Linked DNA regions of Bombyx mori: region 2 is linked to region 1. The links are chromatin contacts, called in public Hi-C maps. All regions are on one chromosome and are shown on one strand. Each heading gives the region's core, a stretch centred on a gene start, on an enhancer-like site or on the middle of the called end of the contact. The rest is flanking DNA. Distances are from core to core; before and after follow the strand shown.

Region 1 (6,423 bases), core at 3,506-6,005:
AAAATCGGTCGAGCCGTTTTGGAGGAGTTCAATCACGCACACCGTGACACGAGAATTTTATATATTAGATTAAGTTCTGTAAACAACTTCTTGTAATAAAATTTGTTTATAACCAAAGGTCGTCAGTTAAAGAAACAGTGCGACAAACTCTGATTAGTGTTGCGGAGCGTGGTGACTGGCAAGTTTTGAGAGAATCTATAGAAATTCTAAAACGAAGAGCCACATCTGTGGTTACCAAAAGGATCAACAAACAGCAACTGAAGATGTGAGTTCATGCTCTACTACACAATCGTATTTAGTTAAGACAAACAGAACTAAGATGTTTCTTTACTATATTAATATTATGATTCCATCAATACAACGTGAATTCTCATTTCGGTGGATACACAATTTTACAGTGTGCTTAGTATGAGTTTTTTAACGTTCTCGATAGCGTAAAAGTTAACTCAAAACTGTATGGAGTTGGAACGTTTGCTTACGTTTGCCGCTAGGGGCGCTGTTCCAACTGCATACAAATTTGAGTTAACTTTTACGCTATCGAGAACGTAAAAAACTCGCACTAATCACACAGGTGAATAAGTCATATTACATGTGTATCTATCAGTAAAAGAGCATTATGTAACCACTTTTACCTTTATAAATATATGAAATATTTAGGGATAAAATGATATAAATATAAAGATGATGTGAAGACACTAATTAATATGCAATTACTGCCTTATGTAAGTAGTGCGGTATTCCTGTATTATTTTAAATTCAGTTTGGAAATAAATCTGTTTTGAATTTGAAATCTAACGGTTTAAATCAATTTATACATTTTTAAGTCATTAACGCATATATTATATACTTTTACAACGCCAAACGTCAGCTACATATACCTATTTAGTAAAGTATAGCTTATGAACTTAAATATATTAAATCATAATACCTGAATAAATTAACTCAGTCGAATAAAACAGTGACAGATTTCGTATTTCACTAACTCTTATTTCATTGAAATTTTGATCTGTATTTTACATAGCCAGTCTAGTCTAAGACCTATCTGTGATTAAACAGCTACCGGAGCAATCACCATCCACCTTGAATCATGAGATCGGAATCTTCCAGCCTTCAAACCGAAAGTCAAGACTACCCGCGAAACAATCATAGAAATATTCCAGATTCTGATAGACTCACAGTAAGGTACTCACTTGTAAGGCATCAGACAAAAGAGAACCTTTAATAGAAAAATCTAGATTTGACATAACGTTTATTAGCTTCATATGTATATAAGTATATTGTATGTAATGGAATCTCTGACCGTAATTTTGACCCCCTTCAACAAGTCGGATTAACTCGGAATTTGGCGTACTTATTAAGGATCGCTGACAATTATTTTATTTATATTTATTTTATTAAAATATTGATTTTACATAGTTAAACCCATTATTTGCTTTCGGGAGTTAAAACAACAAATTCATTTGAGCGCCTTCTTTTTTTCACTTAGCAAATTTGAGACTGTTGTATTTACGTGAATGTACATTAATGCATAATTTGTGTTACATAATGCTACATAAACCAAAAAATAAATAATAGTTTAAAAAAAACTAACAAAACCAGCTGTTATAGAAAATCCAACAAAAAAACAGAAAATAAATTTATTATAAAAAAGCGTGGAGTGCCTTTAAGATATTACCACAATGATAATCCTTCTTCTCAATTCTGTCAAAACAATATTTATAACTGGGGATAGCCCGCGCTTTTTCTATTTTTTAGTTGGATTTTCTATGAAAGTATGTTTCTTCGTTTTTTAAGCTATTATTTATTTTTAAATTATATCGGTTTTTACAGGACTCTTATGACCATTATCGAAGAATTAAAGATGAAAAGTTGTCAATTTTCTGTCGAACTTCGTGATGCAGATCAAATAATCGCTACCTTACGCGATCAAAGGAGTGTAAGATTTTACTATTTAATTCTATCTATATTTAATCTAATCAAATATAACATACCTAGTACGTATTCAATTCTGCAAAAAAATACCCAACCTCTGTCTAATAAACCGCTACTCCCAAATTTTGTATTTCTACGACTTTTACTCATAATATTACTTCACTAGCTTTTGTCCGCGACTTCGTCCGCGTGGTATAGTTCACAAATAATGCTTTATTTTATAACAAATTTGGTTAGCATAAAAAACCTTCTAGTGAGCCAACCTTAATATATAGACATATGCTATCATGGACTTCTTTTTAGATCTTTTAAAGGGGAACAATTCTGTCATACATTATTTTAGCGAAACTTTAACCGTTTCCGCAGCGCACGCAGCGGAAGCTCTCAAAAGGGAAAAACCCGATTTTGAAACATTCTTTATTGGTGCTCCGCTTGTGTTGACCTTAGTGTGATGTTATATATCCTATAGCCTTCCTCAATAAATGGGCTATCTAACACTGAAAGAATTTTTCAAATCGGACCAGTAGTTACTGAGATTAGCGCGTTCAAACAAACAAACTCTTCAGGTTTATTAGTATAGATTATATTAAATACTTAACCAGTATTAATGAATTGACGAAAATGTCAAGCCTCTCCAGTCTGGAAAGCTGCATTTGACAGAAATTCCTATTGCTATCGAGGCCCATCGGGCAGAAATAAATAGGACGGTGGCCTTGCAAACTGATGTGGCCCAAAAACGCGCATTATCACCAATAGGCAAAAAAAGGAAAGAATTTGAACATTTCAGGATGAATATTTGAACGCGAGCACACGCCTCTGCTACACTGAGAAATGGTTGCAAGCTCGAGCTGAATCATTGGAACTAGAATGTAATATAAAAAGAGAACCATTACCACGTACTGATCACGAGCAAAGGGTGCACGATGAACTTTTGAAAGCGTATTCGTTGCAGATAGCGGTACTTACAAATAATTTCGTTATAATATCATACGTAGGCTAAAAATCCCCCATATAATGGTTCAATGCTAAAAGCACTTGAAAATACTATTAACGGGTAAAATTCGACCATAAACTAACAATTTTTTTTTATTGCTTTCATGGGTGGACGAGCTCACAGCTCACCTGGTGTTAAGTGGTTACCGGAGTCTATGAACGTCTACAACGTAAATGCCGCCGTCCACCTTGCGATATAAGTTTTAAGGTCTCAGCATGGTTACAACGGCTGCGCCACCCTTCAAACCGAAAAGCATTACTGCTTCACGGTAGAAATAGACAGGCCGGTGGTACCTACCCGTGCGGACTCACAAGAGGTCCTACCACAAGAACCTCGGTCTACTTAACTTACAGCGCTACAGCATTTTAATAATTTTAGAAGTCTTAATAAGTCATAGTAACTTTAGAAAAATGTTACTTTACAAATACATCTACCATCTAAAACAAAATTGCAGTAAAGAACGTAGTGTTTTGTACCATGCTCTTTATTTATAATTAGGAACGAGAGAAGTCTTTGGAATATTGGCATTCTCGTTATGCAGTAGACACAGCGACGATCAACAGAAGACTCAAAGAGAAGGCTGACCAATTTCGCTGTGTTAGCGCTCGACGAGCAGAATTGCAAAAACTCGTATGTACAATCGACGATAGATACCTGTATCATAAAATCATAAGGTTTAAATTAGATTAAACGCGTTATATTAAAATACATATTTTGCAGTACGATCTACATGAAGGCGAGATGCGAGCTTGGCTTACTTTTAAAAAAGAACGAGCGGCCCGACTTCTTCGTGAGAAACGTCTTCGAGATTCAGCAACAAGAATACAAGCATGGTGGCGCGGAGTTATGGTCCGTCGTGCACTCGGAGCCTTTCGCCATTTAAGAAATGCAAAGAAATTACCTACTAAAGGAAAGAAGAAATAAATACATTAAATTATTGATATGTGCATGTGATTGTATGGATTATATGGATATTAGAAAATATCAAGGCCAAACGAAAAAATATGGATAACGAGGTTATTTTTAAATAAATTACATTTAAGTAACGCCTGACCTAAAAATATTCTACCATTTCGTACATTGTGCAGATTTTTTTTCAATTAAATAAAAATTGTCTCGCTCTTCCAAAAAAAAAAAAATTGCTTTTTGGTAAGAACGCGAGAAGCGAAATTGCGATAATTGATTTATTTTGTAATATTAAGGTATTCTTCAGATTTAAACGTGTAATAGAGGTGATTTTTTAACTGTTTATCATCTGAAAAGTGTAAAAATGTGGAAAAATGAATCAAAGCCGCTGGACATGCTTCTCGGGATCTTCTAAGCATCCACTGAAAAGGTTTCAATCAATAACCACCATTTTACTGAAACTATATTTTACCGCATATTCCGTGTCATTTAATTTCATCTCAATTGACAAATGTCTCAAAGAATCCTCATTTCATTTCGCCCCATAATATTTTTCATAAAAACAGAATATACGGGGATTAGACTGTTTGACCTTCGAAGCCTGGCCAACGAGAAGTGGATAAGGAAAGCCGAAGACTGGGCTCAGCAGTGTGGATTAGGAGAGAGCTATGTCCAGCAGTGAACTACTTTGTACTGATGATCGTGGTGATGATAGGCTGCATAGTGTAATACATGCGCCTTTTTAATTGGAAAAAATGAAACTAGCACTGTCAATAGTGTCAAACGTCAGTACAAGGAATGAAATAATATTGTCAATAGAGAGCTGTCAGTCGCATGTGGTTCGCCCGTGTAGGTAGTTGGTTATGTTGCTGTAAAGTAACATACTAAAATAACAAACAGCGATTTATCACGCCAAAATAAATAAATGCATTACAAAAAGCTTGATATTAAATAAACTCTTCTCAAAGTGTTGTGAATTTTTTTACATGGTGAGAGAAACTATCCGCTTTTGAGTTTCGTGTATATTCAATTCTTGGAAAGTTGGATAGTGATTCGGCGGATTCGGTGAGTAATCCTTCGTTTTTACCGTCACTTGTCTTAATTTTCTGCATTTACTGTTATAGATATTGATTACTTACGCCGGTGTGTGCTAGTTTTAAGAAAGTTTGGATACTTTTAACTTACTTTAATATTTTTTTGCTATCAATAAAAATTTCAGATAAACTTTTGCATAGCTATCGTCATTATAATTCAGAATTAATCTTGAATCGTTTCAAAATAAGATGAAATTTTAAATTATATGTAACACAATAATCTATAACAATTAAAATATATGTCTGTTTTAAATTTTAAAAAACAATCTGAACAGAATAAAATAAAATACTTGAAACCTGAAAATTATTATATTGGCTATTTTGTTCACTTTAAAGGGCGGGGAAACATCCTGGACCAAATGGTGTGGTAGCAAGCACATTGATCCTACAACATTGGTTGATCCTTTTATTGCATTCCAAGATAGAATATATACATATAAACATAATCATAATGGAAAACACTTCATTGATCACTACAAACAAAAATCTAGGTACTTGACACTAAGAATAGATAAGTTTTACTTTAACTTTTGGTGTATATTACACAATAAAGGAATATAAAATAAATTATCCCACATCAGTAAAAAGTATGTTAAATAAATTTTCTTCTATACCTTTCTATGACAAAATCCTTGAGTGGGGCTTGATAATGTTCATAAAAGGTTACTATATAGTACGGAGATAGAGTACGGACAGTCTTATCGTATTTACCAGTAAAATCGTAGGATATTGCCCAAATTGTAAAAAAAAAATTAATGAATAATAAATTTTTAAAACAAATTTGGCTATGAAATACAGATAAGATTTAATGGATGACTATTCAAAATTGTTAACTTCATATCAAATTTAAATCATTAGTATATTTCATTAAAAATGTATTTAGGAACAACAAAAAATGAAAATTTGCAATTTTAAAATACAAACATTAATAATGAAAGGAGGTTGATTTTGATGTACAATTTTGAATGCAACTCAAGTAAAAAATACTTGTGCAATAGCTAATTGCATTAACAGATTATTCATAGAGTTAAATGGAAGCCATTTGTATTCAATCGCAATCAGGATTTCTAAGTAATAGTTACCTGTTGTATTAACATTTTATAAGGCATTGAGTTACTGCTATGAATATTGAAGTTCTATGTGTTAAGTTATTAATTACTGATATGAACATATTCAATAATATTAATTTATTTAGTAGATTTTTTTTATTATAATTTAAGTAATTATGTAGACATCTTCCTTGATGTGCTTCATACATTGCAGTGTTTGCAATAATAACAGCCATATATGTACTCTTTGAAAGTATCACTAAATTTTTATGATTAAAGAAGTAGATTAATTCTGTTTCCTTTGAGCTAAAATCTTATTACTTAGTTTTGATTAATTTACTTTTAGAAACTGTTTCCTTTCACTCTCCATTGTCTAACATTATTAAAAATATCTCAATAAGTTTTAAAGCTATATTCAGTAAGATACACTGTAACAGATGATTTCGAC
Region 2 (6,070 bases), core at 364-2,863, 42 kb after region 1:
ATCCATTTTAATAATCCTCCTAAATAATCTTAATTTCAAACTGTTTCAAATTCGAAAGGCGGAGGTAGTTCCTAATTCGATACGCAATTTTTATAAACTAGTATAAATATATCCGCTAATGGACTAAATGTGACCAAAACCCTATCGCGCAAGACATTGCCTATCGGAAATAGCGTTGGATAGGACACAGTCTATGGCGCAGCGAAGTCAACGCAGCATCAATCGCGTTTGAGTGGCAACCGTTAGGCAGGAGAAGACCTGGTCGCCCTGTACATACTTGGCGACGCACTGTGGAGAGTGAGATGAGGACTGCCAACGTGGCCTGGAGTGATGTCAAGAAGCAAGCGCAAGACAGGGTCAAGTCGAGACAACTTGTGAGAGCTCTATGTACCAGCGGGGTACCCTAGGACTATAAAAACAAGACATAAATATATCCAATAAAGTCTCCTCGTTTATATATTTTTTCCCAATACTTTTGCGTGGCACAGTAATTGTTGAAATTTAAGATTCAAGCGTAAATGACTATTGTTGTTTTTTTGTTTGTCAGGTTCAAAGACGGTGTCGCGTATCCGTGGTCGGCTGGCGTATCGAATCTCATCCTGTATCCGGAAGCTGCAAATCAGACGCTTTACACACGGCGGGCATCGCGCGCAGACTCTGGCAACTACACCTGCCGACTCAGCAACGAAACCCACATACAGACGCACACGGTCAGGCTCGATATACTAGGTACGTGTCTGTCGGCGTTAAGCCAGAGCTTTCACACAGTAAGGTCTTTTACAATGAAAATAAGTCGTCGTGGCCTAAAAGATAAGACGTCCGGTGCATTCGTGTTGAAGCGATGCACCGGTGTTCGAATCCCGCAGGCGGGTACCAATTTTTCTAATGAAATACGTACTCAACAAATGTTCACGATTGACTTCCACGATGAAGGAATAACATCGTGTAATAAAAATGAAACCCGCAAAATTATAATTTGCGTAATTACTGGTGGTAGGACCTCTTGTGAGTCCGCACGGGTAGGTACCACCACCCTGCCTATTTCTGCCGTGAAGCAGTAATGCGTTTCGGTTTGAAGGGTGGGGCAGCCGTTGTAACTATAATTGAGACCTTAGAACTTATATCTCAAGGTGGGTGGCGCATTTACGTTGTAGATGTCTATGGGCTCCAGTAACCACTTAACACCAGGTGGGCTGTGAGCTGATCCACTCATCTAAGCAATAAAATAAAAAAATGTAGGAAAGGAAAAAAAATATTGAAGTACTTTAAAATACTTGCGATGACGTAAATAACCTATTTCCAATAATTATTTTAATAATGGACTTAGTAATTATTATTAAATCAATTAGCCCTGACTCTGTTGGATTTATTGGTAACCGATTAAATTCAAAGAAAACTGCTTTAACGTGTAATTGTTTCGCAGAAAAATCGACAGACACACCGAGAACAATGTTCATTACGAAAGACCAGTGGGTGGAGGAGGGGGGGCATCTGCGTCTGTACTGCGAAGCGCTCATAGGTAAGTGGAGACACACATGAAACGTATCCTACGAAGCGCTCATAAGTAATTGGAGACACACATGGAGCGTATCCTGCGAAGCGCTTATAAGTAAGTGGAGACACACATGGAGCGTATCCTGCGAAGCGCTTCTAAGTGGAGACACGTATGAAGCGTATCTATGTTTTAGATTTAAAACATTTTTACGAATATGAGATACGTCGGTTGGTACGTGAATGTGATTAAAGCTTCACGCAGCCGTTCTGATGGTGATAACACATCATCGGGTAAGGTGTAACGCCTTCAAGGCACTAATAATAAATACTGTTCGAATTAAATGACGTAAGTGACGTGGGAAGCAAATATTAAATTGAAAATTACTTATTTCACCTTTTATAAAAACCAATTTAACGTTATCGCAATGTGACTGTTAGGTTAATGTTTTAATTAAAAATGCTTTAGAGACTTTAGAGTTTAGACGAATAACGATATTTTCCTGAGCGCTATGATATGTCCCTCTTCAAATGAGGGTTACGGAGAGTGCTTAGAGGTAGATAGTGGCTTGGCTGTACCACTGGCGTTGCTGATGTTCATGAACCATTCACCATTAAGTGGGTCGTATGCTCGTCAGCCTACAATGGCAATGGAATAATCAGATTAAGCTGGATTGAAATGCCATTCATTCAGTATGGGCTTAATAACAAAACTTATTTAAATGTTGACATTTTCGAATAATGAATTTTTGGCTATTGCCCTCTACGTCCACTTTGTATACGCTAATTTCTATACCAGCTCTTTAGACGACAGTATATATACAGCTTATTGGTATAGTGTTATAATATTATGTGTTATGTTAATATTAACAAATTTATATTTATTGTCGCGTAGGTCGTTCGAATTTAGCAGATGCCCGTAGCGACCTCCGCTGGAGGAAGGTCTGGTCGAACGGCACCGAGGGAGACTTGCCTCCCACGCAAACCGAAATCAAAACCTCCCGGTGAGTTTTTTTTCTATTTTAATTTTCATAGCTTAAATATGTAAACAAGCTTACTGTTGTGCTTCTAGTTTAAATTGATCACTGCGGCCCATAAATGTAAGAAACTAAATGCCGCCCTGCTCACATTAAGATACTAGGTCGATATTCTCAACTGTATACAGTTACTTGTATATAGTAATATATTTGTTGTGTGACTGTAAAGGGCGTCACACACGGCGAAGATACTATAATATTTTATATTAACATCGTCACACACGGCGAAGATACTATAATCTAATATATAAAATTCTCGTGTCACAATGTTCGTTCCCATACTCCTCCGAAACCGTTTGACCGATTCTCATGAAATTTTTTATGCATGTTCAATAAGTCTGAGAATCGGCTACTATCTATTTTTCATACCCCTAAGTGATTAGGGTTGTCCACCCCTAACATATTTTTTTAATTTGGAGTTTTTTTTTGTTATAATGAGGTATTATGTGGTTGAATGAGGTTTTGTTATTTTTATTATATATTCCATCAACGTTCACAGCGCTATATGCCTCTTTCACTCATTTACCACATCCTTACACACTTACAATAAATTAGTTTTTTTTTTCTACACTAGAAAGTCTCTAGAAATCTTATATATGGCAAGACAATGTTTGCCGGGTCAGCTAGTATTTTATATTAACATCGTCACACACGGCGAAGATACTATAATATTTTATATTAACATACAATATCGCTCGCTATACATTTTGTATGAACTATCGCACGTGGTTAAGATAATATATAATTATGTATCTTCGCCGCGTGTGACGCCCTTTATAAATAAACGGAGCACCGAGAAAATTGATTCTGCCGTTTTTTTTTGGTCATTATTTGGTGATAGTTGTTTTCGAAATTTTCATTGGACACATTGATATTAGCGCCGTTTGTCATTTCCTATCGTTCAGCTAATATAGGTCTCGAGTTGCGCTTAGAGTTAGTAATACGTCATTACGGATCCTCCCGATCCATTAACGGTGCTTTTAGGTACCTCAAACACCGGTCACCGTCCTCGCTGAACCCGTCGCTTGCGACGAAGGGTTCGACGAGTAAATTAACCCATAGACACAGCCCACTGAGTTTTTGCCGGATCTTCTCAGTGGGTTGCGTTTCCGACCCGGTGGTAGATTCAGCCAAGCATTGCTCTTGATAGGGCCAGTGTTAGCAACACTTTCGGTTTGAGCCCCGGGAGCTCACCTACACGTTAAGGCGAATCTGAAATTGCCTCTGAAGGCTATCAGGATAGGTAGGGAAAAAAAGACTTGGTTTATTGAACGAGCGAGAAGACCTCAATGTTTGAGGTGCGCGCTTATGAAGCGTTCAGTTGAAGTATCATTTGGGGGGGGGGGGGGTGTTAGGTGGATCTGTATTACCTCGCTAGAAAAAAACAGATCCCTTTGCTCTATCATCTCAAGCCGACCATAGCTCATATTTGTATGGGATTAGAATCATTTGCGTACGTTTGCCGCTAGAGGCGCTGTTCCAATTGCATACAAAGTTGGTTTAACTTTTACGCTATCGAGAACGTTAAGATACTCGCACTAAGCACACTGTTCTAAACGACAGAATTAATTAACTCATAATAATTAATATTGCTTTCGCAGCGACGACGTACAGGATATAATCGGTTCGTATTTGATTAACGAGCGCGTGGCGGCCCAGGACTACGGGATGTACGTGTGCCTGATCCACAGCAACGACGTCGAATCCCGGAGCTACGTAACGATACATTACACACGTGAGTACCGTCCATCGAATCACTTTAAACAAAAATTTTTATTTATTTATTCATTTATGTTTTTTTATTGCTTAGATGGGTGAACGAGCTCACAACCCACCTGGTGTTAAGTGGTTACTGGAGCCCATAGATATTTACAACGTTAATGCGCCACCCACCTTGAGATGTAAGTTCTAAGATCTCAGTGTAGTTACAACGGCTGCCCTATCCTTCATTATAGCACTATTGCTTCACGGCAGAAATAGGCAAGATGGTGGTACCTACCCGTGCAGACTCACAAGAGGTCCTACCACCAGTAATTACGCAATTTATAATTTTGCGGGTTTCATTTTTATTACACGATGTTATTCCTTCACCGTGGAAGTCAATCGTGAACATTTGTCAAGTACGTATTTTATTAGAAAAATTGGTACCCGCCAGCGGGATTCGAACACCGTTGCATCGCTACATACAAATGCACCGGACGTCTTATCCTTTAGGCCACGACGCGACGACTACATGTATGGTGTACTTATATTTCAGTATTTTTTTAAAAACGAATAGTTGAGACAAAACATTATTTCGGTCGCGGCGTAAACTTAATTTCGAATCAACCTAAACGAACGGGTTTAAGGCGAACGATATTTATTGTATATCTGTATTTTATTATTTCGTTTAGTTGTAAATGTATTGTATATGATTGTTTAGATAAATGAACGATCTCACTGCCCACGGTGTGTTCAGTCAACGCCCACTGACCCTTGAGATTGGAGGTTGTAGTCTTGGTGGAGTAATAGCATCATAATAGCAAACGGCACGGTAGGCAGCGGCTTGGATCGGTAGGCAGTAACTTGGCTCTGCCCCTGGCATTGCTGAAGTCCATGGGCGACGGTAACCACTCACCATCAGGTGGGCCGTATGCTCGTCTGCCTACGAGGGCAATAATTAAAAAAAGGCAATAAAATTATTAAAAAAAATAACTTGTCATGCTCCTCATACTCAAATCGTTTATTTTATCATAGAACACATTGATGTTGCTGTTAGTATTTATAACGACCAGAACGTACGAGAACAATAGTTCAATATCAATTTATGAAATGACTAGACCTAAGGTTTTCTCTTCTATATTCTCCCTCTCTGCTGAGGATCGCGACCACGTGTGACGTGCCTCTACATTATTCGGTCATGGGTGGCATGGACCGCATGGTACAGACTACCACCAAGTGCTTCTCTTACTAGATCTGACCATCTGACTGGTGTTCTGCCCACGGCGCGCTTGCCCTCTATGCAACCCGCAATTATGAGTTTCTCTAATTCATGTCTGGGAGCCCAGGTTCCCGGCAGATGACAGAGCCTTTTTGGCATGTTTAGTTCCCTCCCAAAGTTTTACTTGTTTTCAATTTATAATCCAAAGAGGAATAACACAAAAACTGCTGGTCAGATATTGATAACACAGGACCAAAGCAGAAGCACTCCGGTTAAAAAAAAACATTAAAATTGGTTCACCTCCAAAAAATTTTTGAGCTAACACTGTTAAAATAAATACAGTCCAATCGAGGAGTTATTCAATTTTTTAAGTCACTTTAAAGTATCCAGGGTGTGAATTCTGTCTTTAAAGAATCGTATGAAATTTTCTTCAGATTTGTTGAGATATTTTGATACACGAAGCCGACCTAGAGGTTTGGTGATTGTCTCTGGTACCTTTAAAACGTGTCGACGCTGTTATTCTTGACTTTTCTTAGTTATACTGAGACTTTTAGCGGGAACGCGAGGAGTGAAGTTGTGTGATTTGTTTTATTTTGTCTATTTGGTGTTTCTTCAGGTTTAT

The links. Hi-C and Micro-C count contacts between places; a contact is called where the count stands out from the background.
Region 2: a contact with region 1 is called in a Hi-C map of midgut, with 1.8 times the contacts expected there. The contact joins the enhancer-like site here to the promoter of LOC101741113 in region 1. A contact is called at or near these places in 2 of 7 Hi-C or Micro-C datasets (midgut and whole pupa).

What each region holds. Positions count from the first base shown.
Region 1 is chr15:9,842,901-9,849,323 of ASM3026992v2, forward strand. LOC101741113 reads left to right here and starts at 4,756. Exons shown (of 11, transcript XM_004928407.5): 1 at 4,756-4,897. It overlaps LOC101742401 (dynein regulatory complex protein 9), which reads left to right. Exons shown (of 8, transcript XM_062672595.1): 4 at 119-265; 5 at 1,831-1,936; 6 at 2,720-2,890; 7 at 3,425-3,556; 8 at 3,647-4,105. The coding sequence ends at 3,850. LOC134200205 (a long non-coding RNA gene) reads right to left here. Exons shown (of 4, transcript XR_009975018.1): 2 at 5,224-6,423; 3 at 3,685-3,830; 4 at 3,395-3,580.
Region 2 is chr15:9,888,543-9,894,612 of ASM3026992v2, forward strand. LOC101741113 reads left to right here. Exons shown (of 11, transcript XM_004928407.5): 3 at 548-729; 4 at 1,424-1,519; 5 at 2,387-2,495; 6 at 4,130-4,263. Among protein-coding and RNA genes, the nearest start is that of LOC134200205, 41 kb to the left of the region's middle. Within about 2 kb of position 1,614, at least 7 of the 8 cell types and tissues checked have open chromatin away from gene starts, as enhancers often do.